Regions from separate parts of the Mus musculus genome. Here region 1 is linked to region 2. A link is a contact called in public Hi-C data. All regions are on one chromosome and are shown on one strand. The core of a region is the stretch at or near the end of the contact, and the rest is flanking DNA. Distances in the headings are between cores, read along the strand shown.

Evidence for each region. A called contact is a pair of places that touch in the nucleus more often than the background predicts.
Region 1: a contact with region 2 is called in a Hi-C map of the G1E-ER4 cell line, with 3 times the contacts expected there. The contact joins two enhancer-like sites. A contact is called at or near these places in 1 of 39 promoter capture datasets (cranial neural crest) and 1 of 484 Hi-C or Micro-C datasets (the G1E-ER4 cell line).

What each region holds. Positions count from the first base shown.
Region 1 is chr4:86,662,669-86,665,408 of GRCm38.p6, forward strand. Plin2 (perilipin 2) reads right to left here. Exons shown (of 8, transcript NM_007408.3): 4 at 1,761-1,843. Among named protein-coding and RNA genes, the nearest start is that of Plin2, 6.0 kb to the right of the region's middle. Within about 2 kb of position 1,488, at least 30 of the 459 cell types and tissues checked have an H3K27ac peak or open chromatin away from gene starts, as enhancers often do. A contact at or near this core is called in the G1E-ER4 cell line, where this site is marked.
Region 2 is chr4:85,952,374-85,955,073 of GRCm38.p6, forward strand. It overlaps a transcript of Adamtsl1 not described here. Among named protein-coding and RNA genes, the nearest start is that of Adamtsl1, 100 kb to the right of the region's middle. Within about 2 kb of position 1,373, at least 24 of the 459 cell types and tissues checked have an H3K27ac peak or open chromatin away from gene starts, as enhancers often do. A contact at or near this core is called in the G1E-ER4 cell line, where this site is marked.

The DNA.
Region 1 (2,740 bases), core at 238-2,737, 710 kb after region 2:
CAAGAGGCTAAGTCAGGCTGCAGTTCCAGTTCTGCTAACAAGGAAACCACGACTCAAACCAAAGTAAAACAAAAGCCCTGGGTTCAACCAACAGCTTCCTGCCCAAGACTGATCTAGTGAGCCTTTACAATGGTACATCTGCCTGTAGGCAAAAGGAGAGGGAGAAAGAGCCACAGAAGAGGGGGAGAGGCTGGGAACGGAGCTCAGTTAGTAGAGCATTTAACACGAAACACAGGGTTTGAGGATGGCACCATAGAAAGTGGGCATGGGAGCCTACAAGCCTATAACACTAGGATTGGGAGGTGGAGGCTAGAGGACCAGAAGCTCAAGGTCACCTTTAACTGCAAATGGAATTCAAGTGCAGCCTAGACTAAGAAACCCTGTCACTCAAAAACAAAAAACTAAAACAAAACAAACAAAAAACAAAGGGAAAAAAAAAACAACAACAAAAAGCAGAAACTTACTACCTAGAGGTGAGGTTATGTAACTTTAGATTCCTCATGCAGAAGTCACTTCATTCCAGAAAGGAAACTGCAGACCAAGTTGAACTTGGCCCTCTAGGGCCTGGCACATAGGTTTGTCTAGAGTAATGAGAAGAATCATAGGGAAGGAGAGAAGACAGCAAGAGATCCAGGGGAGGGTGGCACACAGCCACAAGGAACTCTAGCAACAAACACCTCAAAATTACTCCCTCCCCCCCCCCCCCCCGAGTCAGGGTTTCTCTGTGTAGTCCTGGCTGTCCTGGAACTCACTCTGTAGACCAGGCTGGCCTCGAACTCAGAAATCCACCTGCCTCTGCCTCCCAAGTACTGGGATTAAAGGTGTGCACCCTCACACCCGGCTTCAATATCACTTCTTAATGCAATCTCAATTCATGAGGTTTTTAGTTTAATACCCCAACCTAATTTTTAGCTAGTTTGATACACCTAACTTGACTATTTCTGTTGTGGTGTTGCAGATCAAACTCGGTCTTATAAACACTAGGCAAGGAATGAGATACAAGTTCATTGTATATAAGCTATGCTGGGTATTATAAATATATCACCAAAAAAAATTTTTTTTTTAAAAAGGGTCTTACTGGGTAGACCAGGCTGGTCTTGAACTCACAGAGAACAGCTTGTCTCTGCCTAGAACCCTGGGATTCTCATCATGCATGAACTTTTAAATACCCCAAATGGAAAATAATTCCTCAAGCAACAACAATGAAAATTTTAGAGACCCAGAAAACGTTCTAAAGGACATACAGTAAACTTGCCTATTTAAATGGTGAAAGGCACAGCCCAATGTCCCCCTAACTGATATCCTTCTGTGAAATGTTGTATTCTTAACCAGAAGAGAAAATTTAGGGCATTATCTGAACTTCACGGTCACTAAGATAGAGAAAGCAATTGTTTTTGCCAGCACTGATTATCTGTCATGTATGCATGTGGTTCCTATCATCAGTGCCCAGAACTATCTCTCCCAGTTTGTATACACATCCAGCGCCATATGGAGTCAGTTATTTCAAAGCAGTGTCACCGCAGGAGCAGAGTTGCAAGCTGATAGAGAGCAGCCTGCATTCTAACCTAAAGCAGTTAGTTCATCTCACCCCAACAGCAGCTAAGGAAGACACGGAGTAGTCACCACTCCTTCAAAAATATACCCAGCTCCAGCTCCAGTTTGAGAGAAAGGTATTCATGTGTTTATGGCACACAGAGCCTGGGCTAAAGAAAACATGAAAACACCCCAAACAGCAAACCTCAACACTGTCCCAAGCTCACCTCGGACGTTGGCTGGTTCAGAATAGGCAGTCTTTCCTCCATCCTGTCTAGCCCCTTGCAGGCATAGGTATTGGCAACCGCAACTGCAGGAAACACAGACAGGAAAATGATCACTCACTGTAAGGATAGAATGAACACACGGATAATACCTCTGCTGTTTATTTAATCTTATAATGAAAATAGCCAGAATGCAGCCTTGTTGTTCTTAAAACCACAAAATCCACTTCCAGGTTTCTCTCACTCTCCCAGGAAGAAATCTGGCAGGTTCGTGGCAACTTTCTTTCAGTGAGAGGTAAATGAGAGGTTGTGTGGGAAAAGCAGCTAAGGGAGAAGGCCTCGGTGCTAGTGACAGGCAGGGTGAGGCAAGCGTCTTCTGAAGCGTCACTCAGGAAATAAAGCTACCCACGCTGGGTTAATTCCTATTTATCTCAGTACATAGAGATACATGCTGGGGTCTCACCAGTGACAGGAGCACCCTGGATCTTCCTAACAAGGCCTAGGTTTGTTTCAGTCCAAGCTTCCCCCTTAAAGATAACGGGTCAAGAATCCACACCAAATTCATTAGGGAGTTCGAAGTGTTGGGATAGCTGTTTCTTAAGTGGTCCTTATAATCCTAGACCATAATTTACCCTTTGGGGGTGGGGGGAATGATGCAAATGTTTGTTTAAAGCAGTTCATTTATGTTTTTGGAGAGATTTGGAGAGTCTAGTAGTTCCTCTAAAATTGAAGAAAAACATTTGAATGTGTACGGTTGGGTGTTTTGCTTGCATGTATGTCTGTGTACCAAGTGTACAAGCCTGGTGTCTGTGGGAGACCAAAGAAGCCATTGGGTCCCCTGGAGTTGGAGTTACAGATAGTTGTAAGGACCATGTGGGTGGTGGCAATCTCACCCAGGTTATTTGGAAGAGCAGCCAGTGCTCTTAACCCTCCGTCACCTCTCTCCAATCCCAAGTCCCTCTGAAATTTAAATGCAGTTATTA
Region 2 (2,700 bases), core at 123-2,622:
GACTTAATTTGAATTTAGTACAAATTGAGCCCAGGAAAAAATGTTAACGTTCTCTATGTAATTCCGTGCGATCCAAGCTCCATTCATCACTGCTCTTTCATATTACTACTTGATAGGGATCGCCTTTTACCTCAGTGCTCACCGGAGCCATCATGAAAAGAAGCGACTCAAGTAGACAAGTAAAGAGATGACAAAACATAAGTTCATATGTTCCTCAAAGAAAGCCTGTTTCACACATTAGTGGAAATATGATCTAGCCTCTTATGTTTGCCTGACCTATTATGGTAGGAAACACTGGTGTGTGTGTGTGTGTGTGTGTGTGTGTATGTGTGAGAGAGAGAGAGAGAGTATGAGTGACTGCATAGCCTATTTTATAAATATTAATTAAGAAATACTAAAAATTTTAACCATAGATTAAGAAAAAATAAAAAATTTCAAACACAAAATAAGAAATATGAGACCTCGATGAAGACCAGTGGTCTGGTCGGGCCTCAGTGGGAGAGGATATGGTTAGGCTTACTAGGAATGGATGTCCCAGCAAGGAGTGGTACCCAAAGAGGGTTTCCCATTCTCTGAGGAGGAAGGGAGAGGGTAATAGGGGAAGGATTTATAAGGGTGGGACTGTGAGTGGCAGGGGGAGCTGTGATCAGGATGTAAACTGAATAAATAAATTAACGGGGAAAAAAAGACCAGTGGTCTAAAGCTGGATTATATTGTTTCAAATCCTCTCATGCACACCATTGCTCTGTGAGCCTAAACAAGTCACTTCACTGCTCACTGCATCTATAATCTGCGAAACAGGATGCTAACTACAACCTCGTATCTGTTCCTTGGGTTGCTGGGAGTTAAGGCATGTCACACATACACCGCCAGACACCTTAGTGGCCAGCTGTGTACACACAAATATTTGATTTTTTTCCTAATGGAATTATGATTATTCCCATCATCTGACATTTGTGAAGTCTCTGTGCTTACTAAACAATAACTTTATAAAGCCTTAAACTACTGTTTTGCGTTCTTTATTTTTTGTTTTTGTTTTTTGAGACAGACTCACTCTGGTAACCTAGGTTAGACTCAGGCTTTCTTGGTTCCTGTCTGCTGCTGGGATTCTAGGCATGTGGAAACATGTCCAATTCTGTTTTGCCTTCATTAAATATGTTAGAGATGTGGGACTTTCTATGTCTAAATGTTTCCTGTAGGTGTCTGAGTTTGGGTGACTGAATGAGGTGTAAATAGTGATTATCGTCAGAAATCTGTTTGTAAAGGCCTGGTATGAGTGGCCGTTGGAGCCACACAATTTATCTCTCATAACACAAGGCAAGATGAACTATGAGGGTGATGATGGCCTCCAGCCAGAGGCTTGGCCTCTGACTTCACAAAGGCCAGCCAATGGGACATGTGGCTATACTAGACCTATTCTCAGCAGAAAGCAACTTCCTCTTTCTTAGACCTCCCCTTCTGGGAAAAATAGTGGTGTGAGAAAATGAGAGAAGATAAGAACGGTAGCTTGCATTCACTTTCATCTTGCATCTTTGCAATACTCTGCAAAGCCATTAGATTTTAAAACGAACCTTCTAATAAATGGCTTTTGACCTAGGCAATGATTATTTGACCAGACTAAAATCCACAGACTGCTACCCGAGTATGAAAGAGAGAGGTGCGTGTGAGTCTCTGGTGTCTGGCACATGGTCAACAATAACCCACCTGCTATTGTGAACTGTTCTTCAGAAGTGCGGTACAGGCAGAGACATGCTTCATAACTTTCAGCATGAGAGCCTCTAAGGTTGAAATAGCATTGGGGGGAAATGCTATTTCATTTTTATGAAAATGGGAGGCACTATAGAAACTATTTTTTAACATATTGATATTCTCCCATCTTGTGCCACATTAAACACAGTATATCTGACCTGGTTAAGGTGATACTTCTCAGGTGACGAAAAAGTAAGTCCAAATCATCTCCCAATCAATATCCTGTTTCCCATACTGAGTCTGATTCAAAACCAGGCTCCCTTCTTCACCTCTGGATTCAGTCTTTCCCCCTCCTCCTCCTCCTCTTCCTCTTCTTCCTCCACCCCCTTTTTCCTCTTCCCCCCACCCACCTTAGTTATTTGCTGTGTACATTACTTTCAGAGTCTTTTTCTTTTTTACTTTCAAAATCTTTAAGTTTCACATTTCAGTGACACATACTGTGGTACCTGATGACATGTTTACATTTTATAATGATCAAATCTCAGCAAATTACATGTCTAGCTCTTTAAATGTTATTTCTCTTTGGTGCCATGGCCAGAACTCCTCTCTTACAGCTATTCTAAGATATACAATCAAATCTCTTTCACTTAAGTAAACCCTTCATTTCCTTTGCCTGTCTGAGTATCCCTGGCGAATCCATGTACAGAGACTTCCTACCATCACCAAAGCCAGTGATGGCAAATCAAGGCAAGCTGAGTGGTAAAACAGATTGATAGAGTAGGGTTGTCTAAGACCAAAGAGGAGAGTTAAGCAGATGGCAGAAGAAATGGTACAGAGTAAACATCCCTTTCTAAAACAAAGAATAGGTGCATAGAAGTAAGCAATCTGACCAAAGCCAGGATGAAGGCAAATATCAAAGCCTGGAGCTCCATGCCTAGTGTCTGGGGCTGCAGCAGCCCCACCCCTGTAGATCTGCTCTCAGCAGCACACATAGCTTCTTTCTTAGACTAG